Linked DNA regions of Zea mays: region 2 is linked to region 1. A link is a contact called in public Hi-C data. All regions are on one chromosome and are shown on one strand. Each heading gives the region's core, a stretch centred on a gene start, on an enhancer-like site or on the middle of the called end of the contact. The rest is flanking DNA. Distances are from core to core; before and after follow the strand shown.

The links. A called contact is a pair of places that touch in the nucleus more often than the background predicts.
Region 2: a contact with region 1 is called in a Hi-C map of leaf, with 2.1 times the contacts expected there. The contact joins the promoter of LOC103648739 here to the enhancer-like site in region 1. A contact is called at or near these places in 5 of 25 Hi-C or Micro-C datasets (leaf and tassel).

What each region holds. Positions count from the first base shown.
Region 1 is chr2:77,374,832-77,379,954 of Zm-B73-REFERENCE-NAM-5.0, reverse strand. No RefSeq gene overlaps it. Among protein-coding and RNA genes, the nearest start is that of LOC103646601, 17 kb to the right of the region's middle. Within about 2 kb of position 3,209, at least 9 of the 20 cell types and tissues checked have an H3K27ac peak or open chromatin away from gene starts, as enhancers often do. A contact at or near this core is called in leaf, where this site is marked.
Region 2 is chr2:77,873,933-77,879,055 of Zm-B73-REFERENCE-NAM-5.0, reverse strand. It overlaps LOC103648739 (dnaJ homolog subfamily C member 2), which reads left to right and starts at 2,332. Exons shown (of 2, transcript XM_020548342.3): 1 at 2,332-2,656.

The DNA.
Region 1 (5,123 bases), core at 1,960-4,459:
GGTTGAGTATCTCTAACCCCTAAACTGGAGCCCAAAAGTGGATTTGGAGATCTAGCCACATTTTGCAAGAGGTAAAAATACCAAGTTGGTAGGATTTCCAAAGTTGCACAATTTTGTTATTTGGAGATTTCCAAGTTGTGTGAAGAAAATTGGAGTAAATCACAAAAGTTCAGTTTTGAGCTCAAATTGGAATTGCTGAAAATAGTAGCAACTAGGCAATTTTGGTCCTTTATAACTTATGATCTATAAACATTTTGAAGATGGTCATTATAACAAAGTTATAGAGCTACATGAGGAGTATAAGTTCGGTTGAGTCACCTAGCTCTAAAGCTATTTGGAACTTAGAGAAAAACTGGTCCAAAGTAGAGCTAACAGACTTTCTGGATTTCAGACTTGGTAGAATTCAAAGTCTGAATTTCAGCAATTGGAGCAAACTTTGAGCTATTGTAGTTTGGAATCCAAGAGGTTTTGGTTAATGACTACTATATCAAAATTGTAGCATAAGTATAGGAGAGCAACTTTTATTAAGTGTGACAGCCCTGGAACTATATACAACTAGGAGAAAAGGTGATCCAAAGTGGGGTTGTCAGACTTTTTGAGTTTTCAGATTGGGAACAGTGAACTGAAACTGAGATTTCAGTATATGTAGCTGTTTTTGGAGCTCAATTGTGCCTAATCCATGAGGTTTTGGGCTGTAGAGTATGTAGAGGAATTCAAGACCACCTAATGGTGAACAACTTTATTAAAGGATGATGGACATGATCCCACATAAAAAGTGAAGTAACAGCTACTCAAAGGTTGGACTGTCAGGTGGCTAGTGATTTAGTGTATTCAGAATTTAAAGTCTGAAATCAGTAGTGATGCAAAGTTTAGAGCCCTATTGTGACCAACCCTTGTGGTTTTGGACTATGAACTATGTGGCAACGTTGGAGCCCATAGTACAGAGAATATGTTTTATAAAGAGGTTTGGACTTGGTTCTGCATAAAAGTGGGAGTAAAACACCTCTAAACTTGCTCTGTCAGCCAAAAGGTATACAAATTTAGTTGACTGTTTCTAAGTAATTTAGTGTGTTTTTACCCACATTTGGAGCTCTATGGTAATTAATATATGGAGTATGAGCCCTATTTCATGTAGAAAAGTTAAATACCATTTGAAGGAGAGTAAGTCTTATGCAAAGTGTTAGCCTTGCTGCTGTGTAAAATTTGGAGATAATGGTACTGCAATCCTCTATGTCAGGTTTGGCATGGAGCTGTGTCAATTAGCTGAAATCAGTGTTTCAGTATTTTTGTTAAACTTTGGAGCACTATAACCATTGATCTGTGTGGTTATAAGCCAATGACCCTATAGCAAAGTGATAGGGGATTAGATAGTGAACAAGTTTGTTTAGGAATGCTTGAGCTGTCCTTGTTTGGAATAGGGAGAAAAAGGTGTTCAAACTGCCTTTATCAGACATGTGAAGTGCAGGTCTGATGCAGTAATTTGAGTTTTGGTTCAGTGTCTTTCTATGGATTTTGGAGCTTGTTTGTGATTGATCCAAGGGGTTTAAGCCTAAGGTCCCTGTAGAGGAATGGTAGAGGGTCATTTGGTCGACAAGTTTTGTTAAACTTGATCTGCCTATTGCTATGTAAAACTGGGAGTAAGTTGTGTCCGAAAGTTCCCTGTCAAGATGAGGTTGTGATGTTCAGTAACTGAAAATTGGAGGTTTCAGTGATCTTTTCCTGTGTTTGGGGCATCATAACTTTTGATCCCTGCATTTTTGGCCTTGGACTGCTGCAATAAACTAATAGAGCTATAGTTGGAGAATAATCTTGGTTAAAAGGGATGGGTGTGTTGTCGAGGGGATTTGGGTGATAGAGGGGCTTAAACAGGTGGGTATGCAGAGGGAGCAGCAGGACTGATGGAGTAAATTCAGAGTTGTATTTAGTAAACTGAAGAAGCTTTATCCCTCCCTGTTGTGCCCATCTGATGCTATGGATCGTGATATGGATGGATATAAGGATGTATGGTCTAACTCAGGTTCTAGAGTTTTTTTCCCACTGAAATATCCACTTTTGGACTGATTTGGGGATAGTGGAGAGAGTAATTCAGTTAACTGAACCTTGAATCAGATTTGGCGGTGAAGAAAAGATCTCCTCTCCCTGCTGGTTTCTCTAGTGTGCTCGAGTTGAGATGTGGTTGGGCTGGTCAACAAAGGTTCTAGAGTCCTCACACGCTACTGGACTAAATATCAAGTCCCTGAATCAATTTGAGTCTATCCCCAAGTAGAGAAAATATATGTTTTGTTTGCTAGCTGCAAAACTGGGCAAAACTGATATTTGGGTTGTGTTGTGCTGAGCCAACCGGGTATTGTGCATGGGAGCCAGGTGTATTGACCCTGCAGTGCTGGCCCCCTGCTAGTTTTTCATCACAGCGAGGTAGGCAAGTCCATTGGATCTGTCCTTAGCTCCACTCCTATACTTAAGTGCTGGTCTCTGCTAATTCCGAGCTCTAGCCAAAAACCTCTACAAAGATGTTGGAGACCTGGTGTTCATGCTGATGTTAACTCTCCCCAGCCCCTCCCAAGTTGGCACTGTCCAAAGCTTGCACGCCGTGACCTACCAGTAGTGACCATGCCGGTCAGTTTGGCCATCTCGCCGTGGCGAGGACAACTCAGCAAGGTACACAATCATGCTATGTTTGTTCTGTGATCACCTTGTCGTGGCCAGGTAATCACAAGCGATTCCCCAACTGTATAGTGCATGTTTTGTGTTCACTGTAGACCAGTAGGGCTCACGTCGTTTGGTTCTTGGACTCTACCGAGGTGTGTGATCTAGAACGGAGTCACGTCATCGTGGAACTGGCGCCGCGGGCAGCCTCACCGTGGACCGATCGACTGGAGGCATCCCCGGTCAATCTCGCGCACGCACCGAGACTTTGGAAGGTCAGTGAAGCTCGCTACGCCATTAATTTGAACTCGACCACGAGATTAGGATAGTCAGAGCAACTGTCCGCCACCGCTGACAATAGAGTGGTTCCAAAGTCTCTGTGGGTAAACTGAGTGCACGGCCGAGTTTGCCGTAGACTGGAGAGTTGGTTGGTACCGTCGCCGTCGTCTGCGATGTGTGATCATGGCGGATCCGGTGCCGGTTCACCGGAGAACTGTGCGGCGGTGTCGCGGCCGAGGCATTGTGAAAGAAGGAAAGCCGAGGGGTTTAGGTGCATCTGTCAGTGACCCGAGAATTCAATCGGAGCGCGGGGTCCTTTTTATAAAACCTCAGGCATGGGCTCCTCAGCGTGGACCCGATATGCCTGGGATTTGGGACATGTTAACGGTTTGGCCGCGGGACTATTTAGGATTTTGCCTTTTCTTTTATAAGAGATCTTGGAAATTGTACCAAAAATCGTAGAAAAATCCAAAAATCATGGGACATGTTTTATGGGATGTGTAAAATCAGGAGCTCTCTGGTGAAGTTAGTTTTAGGCTTTTTAGAGCTGTCAGTATATTTTAGTATTTTAAAAGTGCTCTTGGAAGGACAATTGGAATTTGAGAAATTAGAATTGGGCACTAAAAATTATGGATTTTTTTGGAGAAGTTTTTTATTAGGATATGAGTACTTGGTAAAAATTTGGGGATGTTTGGAATCAATTTGTTCAGAAAGTCTTGTAGGGCCCCAAAATAGAGTGGTTAATCCCTAATCAAGTGTGGGTTAATCATTTGGAAAAGGAGATAAGTTTACCTAGTAAGAGTTGTTCTTTGGATGAAGGAACCAAAGGAAGATTAATACTTAAGTAAGTTCGATTTGGCCACTTTTAGCAACTGTTGGGGGTGTAGAACCATGTGTATACTTTGTCATGTGCTTTAGTTGTAGTGTTTCTATTCCCCACCTTTCCTTGTGAGAGTTTGCATTTCATATCATTACATAAGCATACATGTATTTGTAATTGAATTGTAGAACACCTAGAAGAAGTGGTGTTTGAAGGAGTCAACTCCAGTGGTTGCTGATCAAGTGGAGGAGCCATCTAACTGTGTATTGGATAAAGGGATCTAAAGCCTCTTCACTGCAACAAAGGCAAGCCCCGGTGCATTTGCCCCTTCCTTGTATTTTAAATGACTTTTATACACTTTAAGACTAGTGAAATGTGCATTAAGTTTATAGGAGTTGATTGGAAACTATTGGATGCATTGCCTACCTTGATATCCATACCTTTATAGATACTTCTGATGAAGTATCAAAATATGATTTACAAAAATGCTTAGCCCTGCTTAGATCTTGTGGATAGAGGTTGTCCTTTGCAATAATGCCTAGCTCAGGGGTTATCCTGAGGAATGATAGATTCTACCTGCAAGAATATTTTCAATGGGAGCATGGTGGGATCTTACTGCAAAGTTCCCTATAATGCTCTTTTCATCCTAAGGAACACAAACAATCCTAAGGATGGAAGTACTTAAATCGGGACTTGGGTTAGGAACAGGTGATGCTCCACCCAGGTTAATTAAGGATTGGATGTGTATGTAGGCCTGTATGATCAAGGACTATCTTAACTGGCCACATGCCCTGGATATGGGACAGGGTAAGCTTGAACCCGACTATTCCATACGTGAAAAGACAACCGCGCACTGGGCGTGGGAGATGGTGGGAGTAGCGTGTACCCTCCTGGCTAGAGGCTAGATGGAGGAGTATTGTGCTCCCGGGTAGCGCGGACCGGTTCACGTAGTGGAGGATTTATGGGAACGGTTGACATATGCAAGGGTTAAGTGCTACATATGTCATGTGGTTAGAGATCCTCAACTGAGTAAATCGATTCGGATTGCCGTTATATCCCCGGACAGTGGAGACTTGATCTCCGACCTACAACCTAAGTCAGGATGTAAACATTATGAGTAAAAATGATGTTGTATTGATGAGATGGTGAAATTAGACTAGATGCAACCAGAGTCTATTAATATTTAATCTGGTGTTAAAATATTGAAAGTAAGGACTCACTTTAGTAAGCTATTTCTGCAAAAGTATCTAAGTTGATTCTTGCTAAAGCTTTTCCTTGATTCCTATTTAACCAGCATATTCTTGAGAGTCATTTTTCCTTAGTCGGGTAAGACTTGCGAAAGTACACTCCGTACTCAGGGTTTTCGAACCCATATTGT
Region 2 (5,123 bases), core at 1,083-3,582, 500 kb before region 1:
TCCAAAGTTTGAAAAGGCTTCCTGGCAAACTATTGAACTAAAGGTCCCGGCCGAAGTCCCTTAATCATGGCCTCAATGACAATTTCATTGGGCACTGTTGGTGCCTGTGCCCTCAGACGCAGGAACCTTCGGACATACGCCTGAAGGTATTCTTCGTGGTCCTGGGTGCACTGGAATAAAGCTTGAGCAGTGACCGGCTTCGTCTGAAACCCTTGAAAGCTGGTTATCAACATGTCCTTCAGCTTTTGCCATGAGGTGATTGTTCCTGGCCGAAGAGAGGAGTACCAGGTTTGTGCAACACTCTTGACAGCCATAACGAAAGACTTTGCCATGACAGCAGTATTGCCACCATACAAAGATATGGTTGCTTCATAGCTCATCAAGAATTGCTTCGGGTCTGAATGACCGTCGTACATGGGGAGCTGGGGTGGCTTGTAAGACTAGGGCCATGGTGTAGCCTACAGTTCTGTTGACAGAGGAGAAGCATCATCAAAAGCAAAATTTCCATGATGGAAATCTTCATACCAGTCGTCCTCATTGTAGAAGCCCTCCTGATGGAGCTCTCTGCGCGGAGGCCTTCGATTCTGGTCATCTTGAGCAAGATGACGAACTTCTTCCGAAGCTTCATCTATCTGCCTCTGTAGGTCAGCTAGACGAGCCATCTTTTCCTTCTTTCGTTGAACCTGCTGATGGAGCATCTCCAAGTTTTGGATTTCTTGATCCAAGTCGTCCTCCGGAGGCGTTGGACTGGTGGCCTTCCTCTTCTGGCTTCGTGCCTCCCTAAGAGAAAGGACATCCTGATTGGGATCTAGCGGCTGCAGAGTGGCAGCCCCTGTGGCTGAAGCTTTCTTCGGCGGCATGACGAAGGTGATGCTTGCCGAAGATGTTCAAAACTCAAAAAATGGACGTGAGTTCACCGGAGGTGGGCGCCAATGTTGGGGACTTGTTCTCAAATGCTTCGGACTAAGAACAAGGCGACATAAAGAATGTTAAATGTTAAAGTCCTTCGTCCTTCAAGACATTATGTTCCTTCGGATATAATGAATTCCGGACGAAGGTTACGAAGGAAAAGACCTTCGTAAGCTCGATAGATGATAAAGAAGAATGCGTATATGAAATACAAATAATATTGCAGATATTATCATCAATTTATTTTTTATTTGCATTATCATATCCATAATAACAAATTATAAATGTACCTTCAGACTGACGGAAAGTAAAGGTACATGCGTGATGCGAAAAGCGGATGCCAAGTCAGCGTGAACAGTACGGGAGTACTGTTCATCTATTTATAGGCACGGGACGCAGCCCGTGTAAAATTACATTAATGCCCTTTACATTTATCAATAACTCTATAGTAATTCTTCGAGGTCTAATTTGGCTTTTCATCTTTAAGTCGGTTCCCCTTTTCTGCTGTCATGCCGAAGCTTTTCTGCGTATAGCTTCGTGATTGTCTTATCCTTCGTCATGATCGCCTTTCATCCCACTTCAAGCTTCGTCTTGACCATACTCTTGTATACCCGTAACCCGATTCCGAAGATAGCTGTTCGCATATTTCACTTGGAAAACATTGTCAAATCATGTTTTTGAGGACCTTCGGAAGTCGAAGGCCCCAACAATCACATCTTACACTAGGGTGATATTGTATTGTGTAAAAACTGTCCTCCCTTTTGAGTACGTTTTTTTCAACTTCAATGTGAATGTTAAATTTCATATTGCTAGAAGATTCATGGCAATATTTGAAGAAATAAATAAAGATTATGCAACGACAGATATTTGTTGGAAAATATTCATGAGTAGCAGACGTAACGTTTGCTGTTTGCAACCCGAGTAGAGATGGCAATGGGGCCCCGATCCCCGATTCCCCGCGGGGAATTCCTCCATTAGGAGATGGGGATGGGGAAGGTTCTCCCCCCGCGGGATGTAAACGGGGGAAAATCCTCCCCCGATGGGTAAACGGAGACGGGGATGGGGACCCGTTAAACTTATATATGATAATGTTTTCATGTAATATATAATGATAAAAATAAATAATTACATTGTTAAGAGATAACTCGTTGTATAAATATGTTATTTTGATGTACACATAATGAGTTCTAACATCTGACAATGTATATAAGTGATAATGTTTTATATTAATAACAAAGAAAGTATGTCATAGTTATAATTTAAACGGGGACGGGGATCCCCGATGGGGATTTATCCCCGCGGGGAACGGGGATGTGGAAGAAATCCCACGCAAGAGTTCGTGGGGATCCCCGCGGGGAATTTTTTTTGTCGCGGGGACAGGTACGGGAAGCCAAAACCCGACGGGTTGCCATCCCTGAACCCGAGGCAGCCATGCCGATGCGTGTTTTTTTTCGAAAACGAAAAAGGAAAACCATTATGCGTTTCCGAGTATCGAGCGTCTCCTTGACGCGGGCGCCCGGAGCCATCTCCACCGTCAGTGGCGAGATCGGACGGCCTGCTGGAGGTGTTGGGCCCATCCGTCCCCGGGTACTCATTCCCTCTTCAATACAAAACCAGCCGCAGTTCTCCATTTTCGAGCGCAGAAGCGAGAGATATCCGGAGCAGCCGCAGTCCACCGACCCCGCCGCCGGTCGCCCTCCATCTCCTCGCCGCCGGTCGCCCTCCATCTCCTCGCCGCTGCCTCTCGGTAAGGCCCTTTCCTTTGCCCGCTCAACCCTCGGTTCGTTGTCTCGCTTCCATGTCCTGATTTGCGCCGTAAGCGCCCGTATCTAGCCGCAAGGTTGAGATTCGCGTCCATTTCTGGCTTCCGAGCGTCCGTTGGTTGTCGGTAGACGCGCATCTGTTGAATTTTGTGACTCACCGTCGTCGATCCGCAGGGTATCCCCTCCCTAGGGACCGTGGATGCGGCTGTTGCGGCTGTACGCATTAGATTCTTCGGAGTATGTTGCGGCTTAGATTCTCCAGAGAAAGATGGAGATCTGTTGTGCATTGCGGTTTTCGGTGGTTGATCCGTCGATTTTTTTCGTTTCATGTTATGTCTAGGTTAGACCTAATTGTTTAGGTAACCTCGTATCACTGGATGCGTATCTCCCCAGATGGTTCACGTTTGCGTAGAAGCTTGTGAATCCTGGGCTTGGTCATCTTTTTTCTTCAGTGGCGCGACGCTGCCAAGAAGCCAAGTTCCTGGGGCGAAGAGATTGAGGAACGGGAACTCGGGTCGAGGATCACTATTTTTTGGAGGCATGGAACAAAGGGGCTATAGCTCCTTGTATGCTCTATTTGATAACCAGAACGCCAACCGTAAAATTTTGGAACGATAATGTGGAACGAGGTTCCCAAAACAGCCAACTAGTAAATATTCCTGTATAGAAAAAAATAATTCAAAGCAACGTGACATGATTAACAATTTGTCCATGTAATATGAGCACATGGTTGGCGATCCCTTTGTCTTATTGCTTTGCCAGTCCTCTGACCTCCGCTCCTCCAATATCCATGCGGTGCTTCGCTTCCGCGAAGGTACATGCCCCTTGCTTGTGCAGGATGATGGTTTATCCGACATCCTACTTGGGTGAGGGTCGTGTCCCAACCATGGTTCCATACGATGTTCCATATGGTCCCGTTCCCGATCAGGCCACGAAACCGATCAGGCCACGGAACGTGGAACCCCACATGCTTCCATGTTCCCGGTTTCATAGAATTGTACAAGGACTTGTCGTATATTACTAGCCAAATTTACTTTTACAAAATGATTTAGCTAGTCTCATGGAGTTGCTGTCATGCTGTGGTTAGAATACCGTATATAGTCACACAAACAATGGTTTGCACGGCAAACCGTATTGTTTACAAAGTTGGATTTGAAATAGAAGATGAGATAAGTAATACGACTAAAAATAGCCTTAGAAGAGTAGCTTAGAATACGAGTGAGTTTTTTTATAGGTACGTGAGAACTGTGTCTAAACTATATTTGTAAAATATACTTAAAATTCAATATACAAATTAAAGTAAGGCATAATAAACAAGAAGAAAGACAAAAACAATTAAATTCAGTCAAGACAAAAAGCAAAGAACCTGGTCTGAAATGGCAAAATATGTTAACTAGGCGAAAAGCATACAGTCATATGGGCCGAAAGAACTAACTGGGCCGCGTGGTCTAACCAAGGAAGGGAAGGGATACTATAAAATGAACTTTAAAATGAAGTTATGACTATGTGCTGCAGAAGCAGCATTGCCTGTTTCATCTGATATTGCTTCAATCAAGCAAACTGAACCAGTTGCTGACAGTGCTGTATCAGAGTATCCAATGGGTGAACAAAATCTCGAGAAGTGAAATGAATCTCTGAGAGCAGCAGAGTTTCTTTCACGTGGTGGTGGACCATTACTGCATTCTAAATCAAGAGCAAAACCAGACAAAATTGATTCTTTGAGTGTATAAATGGCTGGCATTTACAATTGTCAAGGCTATCCATAAAAAGTATGAAATTATTAAGGTTTCATCATTTGGTAACTCACACTGACACCTTGATATTTTAATAACAGACTATAAAGGGATGTTTTAAGGTGCAGTCACTTTTAGGCCTTCCTAGTATAAGCATCTCATTATGAGGGAAAACAAGTATTTGACCTAAGTAATATATAATCACATTCTAAATAATAAATGCACTGCTTCGGAGCGCATGACTTCCTTGTATGTTCCAACCTCTCTTAAGGCACTTATAAATTTGGTCATTACAGGCCCTGGAAAGGAGATGAAAATTCAGTATGCTCAGTAGAAGAACTGGCGACACTAAGCTCAACTGTACTCCTATGTGGGTTGTTGCCAGACAAGCAAGGCACTGCACCTGCCACAGAATCAATCAGGTCAAATTATTGTACGTCTGATGATTATACCCATTCCAAATGTGTCATTAAAAAATAATTGTACACACCAGGTGGTTAAGTACATCTAACTCCATACCTCACGGTTGTATCATCTTCTTCTCTACCAATCCAAAGTCACAAATTAGCTTCCCTACATACTACGTGTAAGATTTGGTTAAGCTAGCACTCATCAAGTTTTTTTTCTCATCATCTATACAAATCAAAACTTTAAATAAAAAACAAAATAGTCCATTTGAAGAACCTATTTTCCTCTTTTTTGAGTTTAAGGTTATTTC